Linked DNA regions of Mus musculus: regions 1 and 3 are each linked to region 2. A link is a contact called in public promoter capture Hi-C data. All regions are on one chromosome and are shown on one strand. Each heading gives the region's core, a stretch centred on a gene start, on an enhancer-like site or on the middle of the called end of the contact. The rest is flanking DNA. Distances are from core to core; before and after follow the strand shown. Region 1 holds the start of Serpina1e (serine (or cysteine) peptidase inhibitor, clade A, member 1E). Region 2 holds the start of Serpina3k (serine (or cysteine) peptidase inhibitor, clade A, member 3K). Region 3 holds the start of Serpina12 (serine (or cysteine) peptidase inhibitor, clade A (alpha-1 antiproteinase, antitrypsin), member 12).

Region 1 (2,888 bases), core at 163-2,662, 380 kb after region 2:
CCCTAGGCTCCGAGTTTCCCTTGCTGTATGTAGTTCTTGCAGCAGCTTTGTGCCATCATAATCTGCATCTTAGAGGTGGAGACAGGGAGGCACCAGGAGGTGAAAAGGTTTGTCTGATGGGTTGAGGTCTAACCTCAGGCGCTGTAGGATCCTGTGGAACATCTATTAGGCTGAGTCCTAAGGTGGATCACAGGGGAGCCAGTGACTGGCAGAAGGTGGAAATGTGACCATCACTCATCCACCTCATTCTTGCTGTGCCCGGCCAAGGGCCAGGAGAGCAGGAGAGCTGGAACCAAGGAGGAGTGGGGTTGTGGGGGTGGGAATGTGAACTCACCACCTGTGCCCATCACAGGGCTGATGGGATATGATCGAGATTTTGAAGAGGATCATAGTATTGAGCCCATTTGCCTCAAACCTAACCTTCTCCAACCAAACCAGACAGACCTTCAAGAGCTGTGACCACCCTCTCCATGTCCCGGAGCAGAGAGACTGCTCCTTCCTAGTCTCCCCATCCCTAAGGAAAGTCCCCATCTAGAAGGAAAATCCGCATACTAGCTTCCTGGAATCAATGTGGAACAGGCCCAGCTCAGAGGAGGGGAGGGTGGGAGATGGGAAGGCTGGAAAGAACTTCTTAGACTGAGACAAAAGACTTACAATGCGCATGTTTTATTCAAGCTTCCTGTACCCTTAGCAACCATGATGGCTACCAATCTGCCATTCTGGAAATGTCTCTGGTTCAGAGAGGTCAATTAACCTTTCTAAGGGCAGCCCAGCTCTTCCTTACAGAGCTATTCTCTGCCCCCTAGCCTGTCCCCTGGCCACTGTGCACCAGCCTGTCAGGAATTTCCTGTCAGTCAGAGTCCATTCTCCTGCAAAGGAAACAAAGAATTCATATCTACACTCGCAAGGAGCAATCTCTTTGTTTTGGTCCTGTGTCTCCATTTGTCAGGTGGGCACATAACCTACTCTGAGCCCCTGGTGGAGGCAGTGAATCTTCTGCCCCAGGCATCTGGAAGCAGATGGCTCAGTAAATATTGACTTTGCTTACATGTGAGCAACCCAAGCATTGCCCAGGAGAGTACAGGACCAGCCAGCCATGTTGTGTCTTCCTAGAGGCAATGTGACTCAGGACACCAGACACACCTTGGACACCGGATGTTGTGTTTGTTGTGTTTATGAGGGATGGGTGTTCTAACTGCTTTGCTTAAGACTCCATTGATTTAGGACCAGAGAGAGCTGAGCTCTGTCCCGAACAGTGTGGGTGGTACCTCAGTGCCCAATCGATGGACATAGCCCCTCTCTGTTTGCTCTACCAATAACTGTGGTGACATTGGTTAATATTCACTAGCAAACTCCCCCATATCCCCCTTGGCTCCCACTGCTTAAATACAGACTAGGACAGGGCTCTGTCTCCTCAGCCTCGGTCACCACCCAGCTCTGAGACAGCAAGCTGTGAGTATATTTTTCCCAGGGGAAATATTGGAGGGGCCCCTGAGTCTCTGCACTTCCCAAGCAGGCAGCCCTTCTGGGAGCAGGGGTAATACAGGGATGATAAAGTCAATCACACCTGTGGCACCTAGGCCTCTTGTTGCCATGGGAACATCAATCCCTAAGCTCCCTTCTTGAACCTTGCTGCCCAGTAGATAGCTAGTATCTTCAGGTGACAGGAGACAAAGACGTGTAGGGGCCAAGGTGCAGCCACAGCCATTTCCATGTAGACAGTGCCCACCCTTTGCTAGTCTTTCCTGTATGCCCTTTTCCAGCCCTGCTCCCACCCCCTGCATCGTGGATAAGCAAGGTAAGACTAGAAGGACAGTGGGAGCTGTGGCTCTCCAGCCATACCCTAGATGCACATACTAGGACCTCAGCCTGTAGGTCACGGTGGCTGTCTCAAGCATAGTGGCCTGGGAGATCTGTGTGTGTGTGTGTGTGTGTGTGTGTGTGTGTGTGTGTGTGTGTGTGTGTGTGAGAGAGAGAGAGAGAGAGAGAGAGAGAGAGAGAGAGAGAGAGAGAGAGAGAGAGAGGAGAGAGAGAGAGAAAGAGAGACTTGGCTTGAGACAACTTCCTGAGTGAGCGTGCTAAGGTGTCCCATCTCTAAGCAAAGCACTCATGTAATATTTCAGCTCCACAGCCCCTCATGGAGGAGGCTACTGGCTTATTCCCATTTTACAGATGAGGAGATGAGGATAATAGTTTGTCCCAATCATACATAGCCTACCATTCAAACTGAGGCAGCTTCTCCAGACTTCAGGCTCCTGATTTTGCTGACTGAGACATCTTCCCCTCTGGGCTGTAGCCTTGGATAGCTTCTAACCTCGCTGCTCTATTAGGCAGAAGAGCTTCACCCATTCCCTCTGGCCAGCCTTGCTCTATGGAGATTGGTTTGGTTTATCATCCTGCTCTTTTGTAATGTAAGCAAGAGCGAGGCAGCCAGATTCCCAGGATACAAATATCCTGAAAAAGCCAGAGCTAATGATAGGTGCTTCTGGGAGCTCTGAACACTGGCTCTCTGAACCACTCACTTAATCTTCCTCAGGTAACTGACGTTCCAAAAGTAAGGGGTGTAGGGTCACACAGAGGAGCAACAATCCAGCCTTAGACCTGTCATTTTAGCACTAGTATAGAGTGGAGCCTCAGTAGCCGCCCTCTGCTATCTATTTCAAGTGTTCTGGCTTCAATTTTGTACATAGAAAAGGGCTAGAACCTAGAACTAAACTGTGTGAGATTGAACACCAGCTCTTTTTCCAGCTGGTTCTGTGGGGTTGAGAATGTGACTTAGCCTGTCTGGACCTCAGTTTTTCTCCCTATAAAATAGAACTAATGTGAAGGGAAAGTTAGATGAACTGGGTATAAAACACATTTTGTGAGCATGTCCAAAAGGACTGCAG
Region 2 (3,014 bases), core at 498-2,997:
AGAAAAATCAGAATAGGAGTGGGGGATGGGTGTAAGCCCTGTCTGCACTTTGCACTTTTGTCACCTCCAGCTGCCCCCTCCTTAGGCTGAACTCTGTTACCTTGGAGCAGTTTTTATCACAGGTCCTATCTTAACCCTTTGATGACAAGTCTATGAAATCTTAAGGCCCCTGAGTTCATTTGGTGCATGAAGCTAGGTGTTGGGGGGGGGGTTAGTTGTAAGGCAGTGGGAGAAATATCTGGTGCAGTGCAGAAATCCTTAACCCATGGGAACTAGCAGTGGAAGGACACACAGGGAAATGTTCTCTCGACTCTTTGTACCTCAGGAGGCTTGAAAAGCCTCCTGGCAGGAAGAAGAAAGAGTATCAGTATCAGTCTCTGATATCTGCGCCAGATTTCATGTTGGCTGTGTGATAGCAATCAAATGGGTAGACCTCTCTGTGCAGCTCAGTGAGGGGACCAGGTTACATTATTGTTAAGTGGCTGGCTTGTTGTTGGCATTGGGGGGTCATGGTAGGAAATGTCTAGGGGTCCATCTCCTCCATATACAACCAGCGTGAGGGCCACAGGCATCCTAATGAAGTATAGTTGAAAGCTTGCAATCAAGGCTATATACCTTTGGCCTCTGATCATTTATTCAGGTGTAAAGTTGAAGGTAGATGGTAAAGGAATGGGAGACAGAGGAAGGAGTGGAGAGAAGAGAGAGCGAAGAGGGGAAATGAGAGAGGAGGTAGGGAAAAGGAGAGAGGAGGATGAGTAGAGGGAAAAGAGGGAGTAGCAAGGAGAGGGGAGAGAAGAGAAAGGAGGGAGGAGAGAGGCGAGATCAGAGAGTAGAAGTTTGGAGAAAGTAAGGAGATAGAAATGGGAAAAAAGGGTGCAAGGAGATAGGAAGAGGGAGGAGAGGGGAGTAGGAAGAGGGAGATGGAGAGAAAGCAGGATGAAGTGAAGAGAATTAGGCTGGGAGAGAAGACAAAAGGAGCACACAGGGAGCTGGAGAAAGCAGAGAAGGGTGTGTTGGCACTAAACCACTTGTCCCCATTGCTGTGACATGCCTACAGAGGAGCCCAGAACCTCAACAACTTGTCTGCCTTTACTCTGTACTTTACTTTCACACTGATGCAACCATTTCTATGGAAAGGCACTCAACAGTATTTTGTCCCACAATTATTTTCAGAGAAAAGAGGTTGCTCAGTTGGTATGGCAAGAGACATGGCTCAGTGAATGGGCATTCTTTGGTTCGCTAGTTGAGGGTGAAACCTGTCTGCCAGGGGATCTGTGATCTAAGAAGGAAGTGGGGTCCCAACACCCACCCCCAGGCATTGCCTTTGTGATGTGAGCAAGACAGAAGTGTCGCCTCATCCAGAGTGACTGTGCAACAGTCCTGTCTCAGCCTAGCTATCACAGCAGCATGCCACGCAAGTTCTCAAAACTTCATCCCAGTAGAGTCAGAGGAGCAGCTTCCATTTATTGTCTATGAGCAGAGACCACAGCATCTGCATCTTCCTTTGGCAAGAGAAACAGACCAGAGAGAAGATTCTGTGAACCCAGAAATGTTCCCTGATTGTAGCCTAGTATCTCATCCAAAGCCCTTGCCTCAGCCACACACATGTTGTAGGCCATAGCTAGTACCATACAGTCCTGGGACAGTGCCTTTTCTGTCCCTGGAGTCAAGGAATCCCGGGCATTACCTGCAGAGCCTCTGTGATAGCTGACTCCTGATGTTCAGGGTTGTTGGCTTGCCTGGCATCTCCCCAGTGAACAGTGATGCCTATTTATTCCTCCCAAGGGCTCCTCCCTCCTCTTAGGAAATGTTGGCATGGACAAGTTGTGCCCTGTGTTCGGTTTACAATTCGTCAGACAAGAAGATTCCTGGTAATATGGATTTGTAGTCTCTATCAGAACTGCCTCCTGATGGGGCAATTCCCAACTCTTCTCTGTACAAGCCCATTGGATCTCCTGGGTATGTATTTTGTTTGTCAAATGTTTCAAAGACAATGTGGAAAGGGGAAGAAGTCAGAAGCAAAACCAGAATGCATGATCTCTACCCTACTGTACTGGCTAGTTTTGTGTCAACTTGACACAGCTGGAGTTATCACAGAGAAAGGAGCTTCAGTTGAGGAAATGCCTCAAGGAGATCCAACTCTAAGGCATTTTCTCAATTAGTGATCAAGGGGGAAAGGCCCCTTGTGGGTGGGACCATTTCTGGGCTGGGAGTCTTGGGTTCTATAAGAGTGCAAGCTGAGCAAGCCTGGGAAGCAAGCCAGTGTAGAACATCCCTCCATGGCCTATGCATCAGCTCCTGCTTCCTGACCTGCTTGAGTTCCAGTCTTGACTTCCTTTGGTGATGAACAGCAGTATGGAAGTGTAAGCTGAATAAACCCTTTTCTTGCCAACTTGCTTCTTGGTCATGATGTTTGTGCAGGAATAGAAACGCTGACTAAGACACCTACTTTTCACCAACGAGGGCTGCAGCTTTATAGTCTAAGTCATTTAAAAATGAACACTGAATACTAACTAAAAAAAATCAGTAGCCCTCCTTTATACAAATATTAAGTGGAAGAACTGAGAGCAAACATCCTGCACAATAGCCACAAGTAACATCAAATATCTTGGTTTAACTCCAACCAGGCAAGGAAACATCCTGCAGGACAAGAGGTTCTACTGTCTGAGGAAAGAAATTGAGGAAGATATTAGAATATGGCAAGATATCCATGCTCATGGATTGGTAGGATTAGCCTAGTAAAAATAGACATTCTAACAAGAGCAGTCTACTGATTCAGTGAAATTCCCATTAAAGTTCCAACACAATTCTTTACAGGCCTTGAAAGAGCATTTCTCAACTTCATATGGAAAAACAAAACACCCAGGATAGGTAAAAAAAATCTTGTATAATAAAAGAACTTCTATATCTGTACCACCATCCCTGGTTTCAAGCTGTACTACAGAGCAATAGTAATAAACCCCCATGGTATTGGCATGAAGACAGGCATGTTGATCAATGGAATAGAACTGAGT
Region 3 (3,059 bases), core at 8-2,507, 290 kb after region 2:
TAGAATTGAAAATTGACCTGTGGGGCTACTGCTTTTCCTAACCAGGACCACTGGTTTTGGAAGGTGCCGACATCATCTCGTCTGACTCTGGAAGTGAAAACAGTAGGAAGAAGAATTTTATTATTTTATTTTTAAACATCTATAATTTAACTCCCAAGGAATATGTAATCTGGGAAATGCAGAAAAACCAAAGAGGAACAAAGCCCAAGCATCATGTCATCAAATATGTGACAGAAACACAAAGTCACTTTCTGAAGTGACTCCAAACACTGGCACATCAGTTAGACTGATAGACTGATAGACTGTTAGACTTTCCTGTTAGACTTTGTCTCATTGCTGTGACAGGGAACCTGACAAGAACAGCTTAAGGAAGGAAGTGTTTATTCTGGCTCACAGTCTGAGGGTCCCATCCATGGTGAAAGAGCAGCCACAACAACGGGAGGCAGCTGCTTCCATGGAAACGGGAAGATGAACACTGGAGCCTCGTTCAGTCTCTCCTTTCCTTCAGTCTAGGACCTCAGTCCACTAAAGGCTTATGGTCCACACTTAGGGTGGATCTTCTCACCTGAATGAATCTAAAGCAATGCCCTGCACAGATCTGTTTCCATGGTGAGTCTACATCCCATCGACTTGACAGTCAAGATCAGCCATTGAGGTCTTTGGTTCGTCACTCCAACAGGAACGATGGACGGGTCTGTTTATCTGCTCATCCATTCTCAGACCACTCCTCTAAAGGATCGTCACGGGTCAGAGGTCAGAGCTGATGACTAACATGAAGCATAGCTAAATAAAGAGTGAAGGCGTCGGGCGGTGGTGTCGCATGCCTTTAATCCCAGCACTTGGGAGGCAGAGGCAGGCGGATTTCTGAGTTCGAGGCCAGCCTGGTCTACAAAGTGAGTTCGAGGACAGCCAGGGCTACACAGAGAAACCCTATCTTGAAAAAACAAAAACAAAAAACAAACAAACAAACAAACAAACAAAAGAGTGAAGGCAAAGATAAGGTGAAGGAATGACCCTCTACCCGAACGCTCTCATCCCTTAAAATGGAGGACAAAGGTGACTGAGGGGTTGACATTTCAATATCATCAAAGGCGGGTCCCCCTGTTGACTCTCCCAATCTCCAGACAGTGATTGAGAAACTTAAAAAAAAAAAAATAGAAAGAAAGTTGCAAAAGGTATGAGTGGCCTGCGTTGAGGTAGCTCCCGCCCAGGGGGCGTGGTCTGCACATATCTCCTTGCTGTGGTTAGGCTCCAGAGGTGGGAGATGAGGAGGATCCTTCAGGGGAAGTGGTGTGGCCACGGCTCCTGGAAGCCCATTGACTGACTCCAGCAGCTTCAATTGGCCACACTCTGCCTCTTCAGGAGGCCCTGGAGGTATAAATAATAAAACAAACCAGGCAGGCCCGTTTGGCCCTGTGGATGGCGCCTGGACCCACTGTGAGTATGCAACCCCTTCTGGAAAGATGTAGAGTTTCTAGTCTATAGCTCACGAGGACAACTCCAGGATAAAAGGCTGAAGGGCACTGTACTCTCTAGAAATGTGGAGGATTTCTAATGTGTGTAAGAGCAGCCCCTGGGGGTGTGCCGGGCAGGTACAGTGGGGGCTCGGTTCGTTTCCATGGATACTTACTTCTGAGAAATTTTTAGAAGAAAACTGCACAGGGTGGGGAAAGGGAGAGAAGGGAGCTCTTCAGAAGCAAGGCCGTCCTCGCTGCCCTCTGCTTGCCGCAGTTGGCCTCTGTGGCTGTTTGCTTCCTTCCAGTTGAGCTGCTGAGCCAGGAAGTATCTATCAACTTACAAGTTCATGGGGGAAAACTCTCTCTCTCTCTCTCTCTCTCTCTCTCTCTCTCTCTCTCTCTCTCTCAAGGTTTTAATATATAGCCCAGGCTACCCTTCTCTCTTGGCCTCCTGAGTGTTGTTGATATTACATTCAGCACTTAAAAACTATGTTTGAAAAGAATGCAAAGGAAATTCTGCAGGACAAATTAATAAGGAAAGCCATTCCGGCCTCTGTTCTCCAAGAAATGAGCGTTAGAGTTCTCTTGTGGGGCAGATGTCTTTCCATTTAGTTCTCAACTTGCTTTGAAAAATAATGTCATGTTCATTGCCTCTAGATAATTTTATCTTAAAACATCATCAGTCCCTTAAAACAGGTGAGTCCTAAAGTGTATCCAGGATGTCTTGGCTCCTCTCTTGAAGTACTTTGTTACATCTCTGGGAAGGGTCTTTGGAATCTCTCAGCTCCAGAGAGCTCTAGACAGATCCAAGTGTTGCATCCTGACAAACTCCAGGAAGGATCTGAGGGAAGCTGAGGCCCCAGAGAGCACAGGGTCCTTTGGGTATGGAAAGAAAGGTGCTTGATGTAGGCAGCCAACCTGGGATGTCCCCCACAGGACGGCGAGCTCTGTGGTTGCTTAAAGCTCAAGACAGCATGGGTGGAAACTCGTCAGAAGCAGCCATATGCATTGGTCTCACTGGCTGGAGAAGGGCTAGATGGCCAGTGGCTTTGTCAAGGAGGAAAGAGGTGGCACTGTTAGGAGAGAGGTGGACGTGGGACCTCCTCTTCCAAAGTGAATGAGTCTAAATCTCTGCCCAGAGAATAGATTGTCTTTACTCCATGTATTCTGGTTATTACTGACTTCTCTAGCCAACTGCTATTAACCAGAGAAGCATTGTGCAACCCCACCAGTACCATAGTTGGTCCCTGTCCCCACAGGCACCATACCCACAGACATGACCTTCTCTGGGTCAGCAAATGTTTGCAGACAACATTTACACAGGAAGTGAATATGCAGAATTCTTTTTCTATCCTTGTATTGTGCAAGCTTACCAGTGTGATGATGATTGCCAGAGAGTCTTCATTGTATAGTGACTATCTGCAGTGTGGTGATGATTTGAAATGCATAGAGGATGTACGGAGGTTGTGGGTCAGCACCATATCATCTTATAAACAGGAACTGAACCCACCAGAATGCCAAAAGAAGGGTTATACATTCATTTATATTCATACATGGGCACACACACACACACACACACACACACACACACTTAATTAGACA

The links. Promoter capture Hi-C pulls out the DNA fragments that hold promoters and counts their contacts.
Region 1: a contact with region 2 is called in a promoter capture Hi-C map of liver. The contact joins the promoter of Serpina1e here to the promoter of Serpina3k in region 2. A contact is called at or near these places in 5 of 39 promoter capture datasets (the 3T3-L1 cell line, the SN4741 cell line, cranial neural crest and 2 more) and 2 of 9 other capture datasets (liver and macrophages).
Region 3: a promoter capture Hi-C map of liver shows a contact between it and region 2, with 5 times the contacts expected there. The contact joins the promoter of Serpina12 here to the promoter of Serpina3k in region 2. A contact is called at or near these places in 2 of 39 promoter capture datasets (both in liver), 3 of 484 Hi-C or Micro-C datasets (bone marrow-derived macrophages and liver), 1 of 115 datasets of contacts at active chromatin or transcription factors (liver) and 1 of 9 other capture datasets (macrophages).

Annotation. Positions count from the first base shown.
Region 1 is chr12:103,955,421-103,958,308 of GRCm38.p6, reverse strand. It overlaps Serpina1e (serine (or cysteine) peptidase inhibitor, clade A, member 1E), which reads left to right and starts at 1,412. Exons shown (of 5, transcript NM_009247.2): 1 at 1,412-1,452.
Region 2 is chr12:104,337,219-104,340,232 of GRCm38.p6, reverse strand. Serpina3k (serine (or cysteine) peptidase inhibitor, clade A, member 3K) reads right to left here and starts at 1,747. Exons shown (of 5, transcript NM_011458.2): 1 at 1,688-1,747.
Region 3 is chr12:104,042,641-104,045,699 of GRCm38.p6, reverse strand. It overlaps Serpina12 (serine (or cysteine) peptidase inhibitor, clade A (alpha-1 antiproteinase, antitrypsin), member 12), which reads left to right and starts at 1,257. Exons shown (of 5, transcript NM_026535.2): 1 at 1,257-1,437.